Regions from separate parts of the Macaca mulatta genome. Here region 2 is linked to region 1. A link is a contact called in public Hi-C data. All regions are on one chromosome and are shown on one strand. Each heading gives the region's core, a stretch centred on a gene start, on an enhancer-like site or on the middle of the called end of the contact. The rest is flanking DNA. Distances are from core to core; before and after follow the strand shown. Region 1 holds the start of CDK2AP2 (cyclin dependent kinase 2 associated protein 2). Region 2 holds the start of RAD9A (RAD9 checkpoint clamp component A).

The links. A called contact is a pair of places that touch in the nucleus more often than the background predicts.
Region 2: a contact with region 1 is called in a Hi-C map of liver, with 1.9 times the contacts expected there. The contact joins the promoter of RAD9A here to the promoter of CDK2AP2 in region 1. A contact is called at or near these places in 2 of 14 Hi-C or Micro-C datasets (fetal cortex germinal zone and liver).

What each region holds. Positions count from the first base shown.
Region 1 is chr14:6,870,142-6,876,399 of T2T-MMU8v2.0, reverse strand. It overlaps CDK2AP2 (cyclin dependent kinase 2 associated protein 2), which reads right to left and starts at 2,277. Exons shown (of 4, transcript NM_001266586.1): 1 at 1,731-2,277; 2 at 1,322-1,419; 3 at 1,095-1,227; 4 at 246-741. The coding sequence starts at 1,812. The coding sequence ends at 674. It overlaps PITPNM1 (phosphatidylinositol transfer protein membrane associated 1), which reads right to left and starts at 3. Exons shown (of 25, transcript XM_077961983.1): 1 at 1-3.
Region 2 is chr14:6,991,891-6,998,148 of T2T-MMU8v2.0, reverse strand. RAD9A (RAD9 checkpoint clamp component A) reads left to right here and starts at 4,032. Exons shown (of 10, transcript XR_013403509.1): 1 at 4,032-4,707; 2 at 5,280-5,408; 3 at 6,124-6,238.

The sequences.
Region 1 (6,258 bases), core at 1,028-3,527:
CCAGGCCCTGTGCTGCCCCCTGGTGGCACCACAGGAAGGCCCAGGGCTCTCAGCGCCACGGCTGGGGCGGAGAGGGCCCGGTTCCCACCTGAGGCTGATGGCCCACAGAGGCAAGTCAAACCCTGTTTAGTCACACCCTCCCCACTCCTAGTCTCCTCTTCCCCTTTCTCTGCCTGGCCCACCCAGGTTTAGCTGAAGAACCAGACCCAGAAAGGCTCAGAGCTGAGAGCACAACTCCAAATCATCTTTTATTAATATAAAAAGGGCATATTTAGCAAAAGACACACAGATAAAAGAGTCACTATGGCTCAGGACACAAGGCAGTGAGGTGCCAGGCCTGAGCCCCTGCTGGGGGAGAAGGAGGCTCGGGACAAAGTGGGAGAAGGGCTGGGAAGGGCTGAGCGGTGGGGACCACAGAAAGTTCCGGTGGGCAACACTGTTGGCAGGTCATGGGTGGGACTCATGGGGACCTCGCTGCTAACTCTTGTTGTGGGGGGATGTCCTTAGTGCTGCCACCTGGAGAGCCGCTCCTTGGTTCCTGGAGGGGACCCACCAAGGGACACAGGACAGGAAGCCCAGGATGGTTAGTGCAACTCGGGATGAAGGCCAGGGAGAAGCGGGTGCTCTGCAGTGGCCGGGAAAGGTCCAGACGCTGAGGCCGGGGCGCTTCCTGTTACGTGCGGGCGTTCCGCTCTGTCTCTGCCAGGCACTCTCTGACTAGGGCCCGAGCATGGATGATACCTGGTGGTGGGGTGGGGTCTCAGCAACCCTCCACAGCCCCACCCACTGCCCTCCAGAGGAGGACCCCTGCCTCCCCACTCCCTTTCCCCTTTCAGCAAGAGAAATTCCAAACTAATGACGGCTAGATGAGATTAGAGGTTTGGTTAATCCTCAAGGTTGCCCTGTAGAAGTACAAATTCCCAGGCTCTTCCCTGGAAATGGACGCAATTTCAATTCGATTCAAAACACCTCTCTGGGTAGTAATACTGGCCCTCCTCTAGGCTTGGCTCAGGTGGCCTCCGGATGTCTTTCTTTCCCTAATGGAAGATAGTCCAGTGTCGGTTTCCTAAGCAGGGCGGCCTGGCCTCACTTACCTCTCTTCAGGCGCTCCATGGCGCTCTTGCTGCCAGCATATGTGGGCCGGATCTCTTTGCCCATCTCCTCTATGACTGACAGCAGGTCCGTGTAGGTGCTCTGGGAGCCCTGGGCGCCGGGTGGCTTCATCGCCTATGTCAAAAGAGAACAGGGCAGTGAGCTCAGGCACCTGGCGGGGAGGGGGACTCCAGTCCCCATCCATAAGCAAGCCTTTGGCCCCACTCACCTGCACGTAGCCCATGGAAGGCGGTCCAAAGTCGTTAAACAGCGGTCTAAAAGGAGCGGCGGCTCCTGGCACTGAGCCCGACGGCGACGGGACGCTTCCTGCAGCAACAGGCGCGAGTAAGAGGTCAGCGCGGGGCAGGGACGCCGCCTCCCAGCTTTTCCAAGCCCAGGACCGGGTTCGCCCGATTCCCTCCAAAGGATGCTTCATTCCAGGCTGATCAACTTCAGGGACAAATCCCTCCCACTGCGCTCCACCTACAAGCCCTTACGTGACCACGCCCACTTCACAGGCCAGCAAACTGAGGCTCAGCGAGGGTAGGCGGCAAGCCCAGTATTGCAGAACTCAGGCCGTCTTCTCTTCGAGACCTCGACCGCCCGGCAGGCGAGCAGGGGTGGAGCTGGATCCTCACCTGTAGGGACCGGGGTGCCCGGCCCAGGGGTGCTGGAGCCAGGGGTGCTGCTGGGGGCAGGGGCGATGGGTTTGTAGGACATCCCCAACTCCTGGGCGCGGCGGACGCCAGCCGGCCGCTCCTCGGGGGTTGGCTGCCGGGCCGCTCAGCCGCGCTCTGATTGGCAAGCGGGCTGCACGCCCCTGGTAAATAGAGGTCTGGCCGGAAGGGCGAGCGGGCACGAATGCTCCCTCACTCCCGATTGGTGGGCGAAGATGTCACTCGAGCCTCCTTATTGGCCGAGACCTGCCCCAGCAGGTCGCAACCGCCGCCGATTGGCCTCCGCCTTCCGGACCTCGCACCTGTCTGCTCCGGATTGGGCGGTGGCCACCGCCCTCCGCAATTGGCGAGTTCGCGGCCCGGGCCGGCGCGCTTTCAATCCGATTAGTCCCCAGGCCCTAGAGGCGGGGCCTCGGGAACCCGGACCCGGGGCTGGGCCGCCGGTTCGCGCCGAGGGTGTCTTCCCGGGCGCGGGCGCCACCCTCGCGCCTCACTAGCGCTGCTTCAGACGTCTGCTCCGCTCTGCCCAGTTTCGGCCCAGCAGGGGTTGCTGTCGCCGCTGCCGTGGCCGCTGTCACCGCTGCCGTGCGCGCTTCTCTGCTCCGGGGGCCGAAGGACGCAGGGCTTTGACGTCCCGAGCCCCGCGCCCCACCCCGTGCGCTTTTACGTCACCTTTCACCGGTTCAACACCCTCTCCCCGATCTGCGCATGCGCCCGCCCGAGGCCTGCGTTTGTTCCCATGGCAACGGGCCCTTCATCTATGCCGCCGCGCACCGTTCTTCCTGAGGCTTGGCTTGTCCTCAGGTCCAAGGGCGACCTCAAGGACCCCTTTGCCCTCACCCCCAAGGCCCCGCGCCGCTGCCTCAGTTAGTGATAATGGCCGTAGGGCAAACAGGGATTACTTGTGTGCCGGGCCCCGGACCAAATTGGTCAAGAGCACAGACTGGAGCCAACCGCCTGGGTTCGAATCTCAGTACCACCCCCACTAGCGATTTCCCCCAGGCAAGTTTCTCACCTCAGTATGCCTCAGTTTCCCCATCCGTAAAATGGGGAAAATGACAATCTCATTGGGTTGTGTGGATTAAATGAATAGTCATAAAGAGCTTCCTGTCCCACTCCAGGGCCCCCATACCTTTCCACTCCACCACTCAGACCCCTCCCCTCAAATCTCATTCGCCATAAACTTAGACCTCAGACCCTCCTCCACTCACTAACCCTTTCTCCCAGGCTCCTTCCCCAAACTCAGACTTCTCTGGCCTTGTGTACCTTCATGCTCCCAGCTTTGTAGATCTTAATCTCCAGGACAGTCATTCATTCATTCATTCATTCATTCATTCATTCATCCATCCATCCAACAAACATGTTCTGGCCCGGCGCGGTGGCTCACGCCTGTAATCCCAGCACTTTGAGAGGCCGAGGCAGGCTGATCACGAGGTCAAGAGTTCGACCTCGTGATCGAACATGGTGAAACCCCTGTCTCTACTAAAAATACAAAAATTATCTGGGCGTGGTGGTGGGCACCTGTAATCCCAGCTATTCGGGAGGCTGAGGCAGGAGAATCGTTCAAACAGAAGTTGCAATGAGCCGAGATCGTGCCATTGCACTCCAGCCTGGGTGACAGGGCAAGTCTCCGTCTCAAACAAAAACAAAAACAAAACCCAAGAAACCACACAAAAACCATGTTCTGACTCCCTCCTCCATCTCATGCTTTGTACTGAACCCTGAGGTTAAAGAAATGAACAGGCCATGGCCTCTGTACTCAAGGAGGCCTTATTCTCTGAGACAGTGAAGCAACATCTTCCTTACATTGCAGTAAGTCAGTGGCCACAAGGGAGAACGGGACAGGGTTCATTGGAACTTAGAGGAAGGGCCTGCCGGGTGGCATCACAGAAATATCTCCAGAGCAGGTGGCATTCGAGTAGGTGAGGGTGGAAGCAGAGACCGAGGGGACACTCCAGGTAGAAGGACTGGCATGTGCAAAATCTTAGGAAATGGGAGAGCACAACATGTGCTTGAGAACCAGCCTTTTTCTTTCCTTTTTTTTCTGCCGGAGAGTTCACTGGGAAGTGGAGGTGGAGCCGTGGACATAACCGCAGGGGCAGGAAGGGCACCTTAGGTGACCTGGATGTAAGGAAGCTGAGTTGACCACGGAGTCCAGTGCTTCCCTAACTCCAGCCATTAGGAAAACTCCATCAGTTTTGCCATCTATTTAACATTTCCTTTTAATTAATTCACTTTTAAAAATCTTAAATGGAAAGGAAAAGGAATAATGTCCATTTAATCGTGTGCTCACTATTTATAGTTTTCTAATACATATTCAAACTGAACACTGTTGAAAAGGTGTTGATTAGGTCACCCAAGGACTTCTGCTCCTACCGGTGGCACTGAGGGTGCGTGCCAGAGAAATCTGCTGTGGATAGTAGGTGAAGAGGAGACACTGAAAGTTACACCTTCTTTGGGAACCACCAAGCCCCAACTCCCTCTGTTACAGGAAATGGGTCTGGATCCATATCCCACTAGAGGGTTCTTGGATCTTGCACAAGAAATAATTTAGGGGCCGGGCGCGGTGGCTCAAGCCTGTAATCCCAGCACTTCGGGAGGCCGAGACGGGCGGATCAAGAGGCCGGGAGATCGAGACCATCCTAACACGGTGAAACCCCGTCTCTACTAAAAAAATACAAAAAACTAGCCGGGCGAGGTGGCGGGCGCCTGTAGTCCCAGCTACTCGGGAGGCTGAGGCAGGAGAATGGCGGGAACCCGGGAGGCGGAGCGCTTGCAGTGAGCTGAGATCTGGCCACTGCGCTCCAGCCTGGGCGACAGAGCGAGACTCCGCCTCAAAAAAAAAAAAAAAAAAAAAAAAAAGAAATAATTCAGGGCGAGTCCACAGAGTAAAGTGAAAACAAGTTTATTAAGAAAGTAAAGGAATAAAAGAATGGCTACTCCGTAGACAGAGCAGCCCTAAGGGCTACTGGTTGCCCATTTTTCTGATTATTTCTTGATGATATGCTAAACAAGGGTTGGATTATTCATGCCTCCCCTTTTTAGATCATATAGGGTAACTTCCTGACATTGCCATGGCATCAGTTTACAGATGGGAGTGTAGCAGCGAGGACGACCAGAGGTCACTCTCATCACCATCTTGGTTTTGGTGGGTTTTAGCTGGCCTCTTTACTGCAACCTATTTTATCAGCACGGTATTTATGACCTGTGTCTTGTGCTGACCTCCTGTCTCATCCTATGACTTAGAATACCTTAACCATCTGCAGCCCAGTAGGTATCAGCCTCATTTTACCCAGCTCCTATTCAAGATGGAGTTGCTCTGGTTCAAACGCCTCTGACATTTCCACACCTTAGACCTTCCTACTTTCTCCACTGCCCATCATATTAGTCACTGCAGCCTTGACCTCCTGGGCTCAAACAATCCTCTTGCCTCAACCTCTCAAAGCGCTGGGATTACAGGCAAGAGCCACTGGCCTAATTCCACAAACAAAACAAAATGCCATAGACTGGGTGGCTTAAACAACTAAAATTTATTTTCTCATGGTTCTGGAGGCTGCAAGTTTGAGATCAGGATGCTAGCACAGTTGGTTTCTGGTGAGGGCTCTCTTCCTGGCTTGTAAATAGCCACCTTCTGGCTCTGTCTTCATATGTGCTCCTTGGTGCAGAGAGAAAGAACAAGCTTTCTAATATCTCTTCTTATAAGTGCATCAATCCTGGAAGCTGGGCAGGAGGTGCAAGACTGTAATCTCAGCTACTTGGGAGACTCATATGGAAGACTTGATTGAGCCTAGGAGTTTGACTCCAGCCTGGGCAACATAGTGAGATCCCACATCTAAAAAACAGAAGGGCCAGGCTTGGTGGCTAACTCCTGTAATCCCAGCGCACTGGGAAGCTGAGGTGGGAGGATTGCTTCAAGACCAGCCTGGGCAACATAGTGAGACCCTGTCTCTACAAAAAATACAAAAATTAGCTGGGTGTGCTGGCAGATGCCTGTAGTCCCAGTTACTTGGGAGGCTGTGGTGGGAGGATCGCTTGAGCCCAGGAGGTTGAGGCTGCAGTGAGCCTTGATTGTGCAACTGTACTCCAGCCTGGGCAACAGAGCAAGACCCTAGCTCAAAAAAAAAAAAGTGAAAAAACGAAAAAAAAGGACACTAATCCTATCAAATCAGAGCCCTACCCTTATGGCCTCATTTAACCTGAATTACTTCCTTAGAGGCCTATCTCCAAACACAGCCACACTAGGAGTTAGGCTTCAGCATATGAATTTTGGGGAGACACAAACAGTCCATAACACCTATGTTTGGGGGAAGGGATTTGCTTGGGAGGTGCCTGAGGAGTTTAATCTTGAATTTATTTATTTATTTATTTATTTATTTTTGAGACAGGGTCTTACCCTGTCACCCAGGTTTGAGTGCAGTGGTGCAAACATGGCTCACTGCAGTCTTGACCTCCTGGGCTCAAGGAATCCTCCTGCCTCAGCCTCCCAAAG
Region 2 (6,258 bases), core at 2,783-5,282, 120 kb before region 1:
TCGACCGGGGGCAGTGGCTCACACCTGCCCCTGGCTGATACAAAGGGCCGACATGGTTCCTGCCCTTGTGAGGTGGACAGACCAGTGGAGAAGACAGATGTAAAACGTATGAAAAAAAGCATATGTCTCCCTTCTCTTCTGCCTAGGGTCCTCAAGGCCATAGGACTCCATAACTCTACAGGTGTCAGGGGCAGAAACAGGACTATGTGAAGATTCACAGCCTCCCATTTCCTTGCCTTCAGGGAGCTTCAGCATCTACCCTTGTTCCAGGCGGCTGCTCAGGTAATGAGTACGAGGCAGAGGTGGGAAGGCTGTGCTGGTTTACACGTGGTGGGGGAGGGGTCCAGAGCACAGGATGAGGCTGAAACATGGGGACAACTATCAAGCAGGGAGAGATGGGACTGTGGGTGGAGTGCTAGAAGTTGAGTGTTTCTTTCAGCACTGTGCTAAGAGTGACTTAGAGACAGCTCAGCTGCACTTGGCTCATGCTAATTTATTTGTTTATTTTTCCATGCCCTTTGTCAACAGGAACGGTTTATAGATATTCACTCATTCATTTTTTGAGACGCAGCCTCACTCTGTCGCCCAGGCTGGAGTGCAGTGGTGTGATCTTGGCTCACTGCAAACTCCACCTCCTGGGTTCTAGCGATTCTCCTGCCTCAGCCTCCTGAGTAGCTGGGACTACAGGCACGTGCCACCATGCCTGGCTAATTTTTGTGTTATTAGTAGAGATGGGGTTTCACCATGTCAGCCAAGCTGGTCTTGAACTCCTGGTCTCAGGTGATCTACCTGCCCCGGCCTTCCAAAGTGCTGGGATTACAGGCATGAGCCATCGCACTTGGCCTTTTTTTTTTTTTTTTTTTTTTTTTTTTTTTTTTTGAGAAAGGGTCTGGCTCTCTTACCCAGGCGCTATCTTGGCTCACTGCAACCTCTACCTCCTGGGCTCAAGTGATCCACCCACCTCCGCCTCCCAAAGTGCTGGGATTAAAGGTATGTGCTGCTGCACCCAGCTGGTTTACACATTTTAAAATGTAACATCTATTTATTCATTTACTGAGTGCCAGACCCTGTGTGAGGTACATACAGCAACAAACAAAACAGATATGGATGCTGGGCACGGTGGCTCACGCCTATAATCCCAGCACTTTGGGAGGCTAAAGAAGGAGGACTGCCTGAGCCCAGGAGTTCAAGACCAGCCCGGGCAACAGAAGGAGACCTTGTCTCTAACAAAAATACAAAAAAAAAAAAAATTAGCTGGCTGTAGTGGCACGCGCCGGTAGCCCTGAGCTACTCGGGAGGTTGAGGTGGAAGGATCGCTTGAGCCTGGGAAGTTGAGGCTGCCGTGAACCATGATCGTGCCACTGCACTCCAGCCTGGGTGACAAAGCAAGACCCCATCTTAACAAACAAAACAAAACAGAACAAAACAAAACAAAGCCAAGGCCGGGTGCAGTGGCTCACGCCTGTAATCCCAGCACTTTGGAAGGCTGAGACGGGCAGATCAGTTAAGGTCAGGAGTTTGAGACCAGCCTGGCCAACATGGCTAAACCCCATCTCTAATAAAAATACAAAAATTAGCCAGGCGTGGTGGCACACGCCTGTATTCCCAGGTACTCGGGAGGCTGAGGCACAATAATTGCTTGAACCCCAGAGGCGGAGATTACAGTGAGCCAAGATCGCGCCACTGCACTCCAGCCTGGGTGACAGAGCGAGACTCTGTCTTCAGGAAAAAAAAAAAAAAAAACAAAACTAGATATAGTTCCTGCCCTTATGAGGCAGACACACTAGTGAGGAGGACACATGTTAAATAGGAAAACACAGGTACGAAATAATGTGATAAGTGCTGTGGCTAAAACAGGGCCTAGCTAGAGCGTACTGGGGTGCTGGTGGGGACAGAAAAGGCCTCACTGAGCCCGGAGGAAGAGAAGCACCACCACATTAGAAGGGGTAAGATGATGCCAAGTGGTGGGGACAGCTAAGGATGTGCTAAGATCCCCAGGTGGAAGAGGAAGTGGGGGGTTCAGGGAGCCCACACGGTTGGCATGGCTGTGCAGGTGATCAAGGGGAGGCAACAGGTGCAGAAATGGGTAGGGACGGCTCCTGCAGGTTCAGGGCAGAGTTTGGATTTTATGGCAACCACTTGGAGTGTGCAAACACAGGAGAGGCATGACACAATGGACATTTTAGGAGGGTCACTTTGCTGCTGTATGGAGAGTGGCCTGGTGGGGGCAGGGTGGAGGCAGGAGACCATTGAGAGCTGTTACAGTCATCCAGGTGAGAGGATGGTGACCTAGGCCCTGGAGATGGAAGAGGAGGGCAAAGCTGCCACCTGTTAAGTTACCACCTGTTTGGGAGGCAGAGTGGTCAGGACTTAACTGAAAGATTGTGTAGGGGTGAGGGCGAGCATGAGGTCAAGGATGACTCCCAGCATACTGAGCCGGATGCCCAGGGACAGGGGGCACTATTTCTATGGATCCCCTGGGAAGGGGAAGGGAAGAGTTACCTCCTCCCCCAGGACTCCACGGAAAGGGCCAGGGCTGGAGACCAGGGGAGCGGAAAGAGAGGGAGAAACAAAGTGTATGCATGTATCCAAATGTCAGCTGTACTCTCTCTATGTGTACAATTATTATGTATCAATTCAACTCATTTGAAAGTGGGTCTGGAGAGCAAGGGGTGCAGAGACAAATAAATCTTCTCCACTACCACAGGATCTGAGGGGCAAGGCACAGACAGGCCCTACGGGAACACAGGGATGCCCTGGGCCCTTCAAAGAACCACCAGAGCCTTGGTACTGTGGGGAGAATAGGGGTCAGTGAGTTTCTCTAGGACTCCCTTACATTTTACTCACCTGGACCTGGAGGCCCAGGAGAAGGGGAAGACCTTCCAGCTGATGCATCCCCACCTGGCACACAGTCTGGTTTTTTTTTTTTTGAGATGGAGTCTCGCTCTGTCGCCAGGCTGGAGTGCAGTGGCACGATCTCGGCTTACTGCAACCTCCACCTCCCGGGTTCAAGCAATTCTCCTGCCTCAGCCTCCAGAGTAGCTGGGACTACAGATGCTCGCCAACACGCCCGGCTAATTTTTGTACTTTTAGTAGAGAAGGGGTTTCACAATGTTGGCCAGAATGGTCTGGATCTCTTGACCTGGTGATCCGCCCGCCTCAGCCTCCCAAAGTGGTAGGATTATAGGCATAAGCCACCACGCCCGGCCAGTCTGAGGTCTTTTAAAAACACAGGCCCGGGCTGGGCGTGGTGGCCCATGCCTGTAATCCCAGCACTTTGGGAGGCCAAGGCGGGCAGATCACTTGAGGTCAGGAGTTCAAGACCAGCCTGGCCAACATGGCGAAACCCGTCTCTACTAAAAGTACACAAATTAGCTAGGCCTTGTGGCAGGCGCCTGTAATCCCAGCTACTTGGGAGGCTGAGGCAAGAGAATCGCTTGAACCTGGGAGGCGTGATCGTGCCACTGTACTCCAGCCTGGGCGACAGAACGAGACTCTATCTCAAAACAAACAAAAAAACCCCCCACACAAAAAAAGACCAAAAAAAAAAAAAAAAACCCAAAAAAAACCAGGCCGGATGCAGCGGCTCACGCCACTTTGAGAGGCCAAGGCGGAAAGATATCTTGAACCCTAGAGTTGAGACGGGCCTGAGCAACATGGCAAGACTCCGTCTCTACAAAAAAAAAAAAAAAAAGCCGGGCGTGGTGGGTGTGCCTGTGGTCCCAGATACTCAGGAGACTGAGGTGGGAGGATACCTTGAGCCCAGGAGTTCCAGGCGACAGTGAGCCGTGTTCGCGCCACTGCACTCCAGCCTGGGTGACAGAGCAAGAATATGTCTCGGGGAAAAAAAAAAAAAAAAAAAAAGGCACATAACCACGATCTACCCTCGTAAAACATTTCTAGAGCGTCCCAGCGGTGCCCCTCATCATCTGGCGGCCCCTAAGCCTCTCTGAGACTCACAGACCTACTCCCCTCTCCAGGGGGCGGAGCCCACACCGCTGAGCATTTACTCTTGTTCCTCCCTCTGCCAGGAGCACCGTTCTACCCCTTTCTGCCTGGAGAAGCTGCCGTTTTTCCTTCAAGGATCCTCGAAGCCAGAAGGAGCAGCCACCTCCCACTCCCAGCTGCTGCAAGCAAGCTGCTTTGACCTCTTTCTAGAGTTGGGGATTGCTGCTGGAGTTCGAGTCTCCGGCCCAGAGTGGGTGCGATGGTCTTGCTTGCACCGTGTATCCTCCGACAGACGCCCGGGAACTCTACTCAGTGGGTGACCCCAGAGAGCTCGCACCCACATTCGGACTCCGAGTCTAGCGCTCGGTCCACTGCACAGGAACCTCGCGCCCCAGAGCTGCGTCCTCTCTGCCCTTCGCGATCCGATGCGCGGCCCGCGGGACGCCCCGATCTCCAAGGGCGCTGAAGGCCGAGGCGTGCCTGGAGAGCCAGGAGCAGCTGACGGGCGCCGCGGGCCTCCCGGGTCACGTGACACCCGGGGCAACGTGCGCCGTCACGTGACGGCGGAGCCTGTGAACGTTTTTCTCACGTGACGGAGGCGCCTGCGTGTGGACCAATGGGGAGGCGGGGGAGGGGCTGGCAGGGGCGGTGCGCGGGAAGGACCCCGGGCTCTGAGGTCGCGGAGTGTGGGGTAGTGCTGGCCGCTGGCTGGGCGCTGGGGCAGCATGAAGTGCCTGGTCACGGGCGGCAACGTGAAGGGTGAGTGCGGGTCGGCCTGGCAGCGGCGGTGCAGGAGCCGCGGAGCCGCCAGCCTAACCCCCTTCCGCTCTCCTCCCCGCAGTGCTCGGCAAGGCCGTCCACTCCCTGTCCCGCATCGGGGACGAGCTCTACCTGGAACCCTTGGAGGACGGGGTGAGGGGCTGGGGTGTGGGGGGGCGGGTGGGACTCCAGCCGGGAGCGGGTAACCCGGACTCGAGTCTCGCCCCCACTAGGCGGGATGACCGCTGGCAGATTTGTCGGCAGAGTTTCAGTTTCTCAGCCTAGCGCCTGTCATCTTCCCAGGCCGGTGTGTGAATTGCAAGCTGGCCTCCTGTGAGCTCCCAGGGGGTAACGTGCCCTTAGAGAAACTCGGGGTAGGCCTGGGTGTGCGACCGCTCCTCTGCGGCAGCAGCCCCGAGGCCGACTCTGAAGGCTTCATGTGGAAGGAGGGTTTCAGCAGGTGGTGGCAGAGCGGGAGGACGATAGAGCAAGTGTGTGAGCAGAAGCAGCCGGAGGGCTGGGTCTGTGGCTGCCCCCTGACCACGTCCCTCTCCCTGCTCTTCGTGGCCCAGCTCTCCCTCCGGACGGTGAACTCCTCCCGCTCTGCCTATGCCTGCTTTCTCTTTGCTCCGCTCTTCTTCCAGCAATACCAGGCAGCAACCCCTGGTCAGGACCTGCTGCGCTGTAAGATCCTGATGAAGGTGAGGCCCTTCCCTCAGCAGTGGCACTGCCCCATCCCAGGAATCTCCACTAGCTGTGCCTCTGCCCTGGGGTACTCAGTAGATGCTAAGTGGGGAGAGAGACACGTGCAAGTCCAATCCATGCAAAACACAGGGAGGGCCTTGGTAAAAGCATCACAGCGGGGACCTGAGAGGGTGGTGAGGCTCAAGTTCGTCAAGAAAGGTAAGCAGGTCTTTTGGCCGGGTGCGGTGGCTCACACCTGTAATCCCAGCACTTTGGGAGGCTGAGGTGGGCAGATCATGAGGTCAGGAGTTCAAGACTACCCTGGCCAACATGGTGAAACCCCGTCTCTACTAAAAATACAAAAATTAGCCGGGTGTGGTGGTGGGGGCCTATAATCCCAGTTACTTGGGAGGCTGAGGCAGGAGAATTGCTTGAACCCGGGAGGCGGAGGTTGCAGTGAGCCAAGATCGCACCACTGCACTCCAGCCTGGGTGACAGAGCGAGACTCCATCTCAAATAAAAAAAAAAGAGAAAGGTAAGCAGGTCTTTCAAGGCATTGCAAGCATAAGGAAGAGCATGAATGAGGCCTAGAAGGATGCCAGTGTCCCGTGTGATGTGGGAGCCCTTTTCCCAGAGTTACAGGCTGGGCCCATGATTGGTGTGGGCCTACACGGGACAGGAGAGCTTGTTGCAGAGATGCGGTGCTAGGCTGAGGTGTCTTATCCCATTTAGTCCTTCCTGTCTGTCTTCCGCTCACTGGCGATGCTGGAGAAGACGGTGGAAAAATGCTGCATCTCCCTGAACGGCCGGAGCAGCCGCCTGGTGGTCCAGCTGCACTGCAAGTTCGGTGAGTGGGCAGCCGGACAG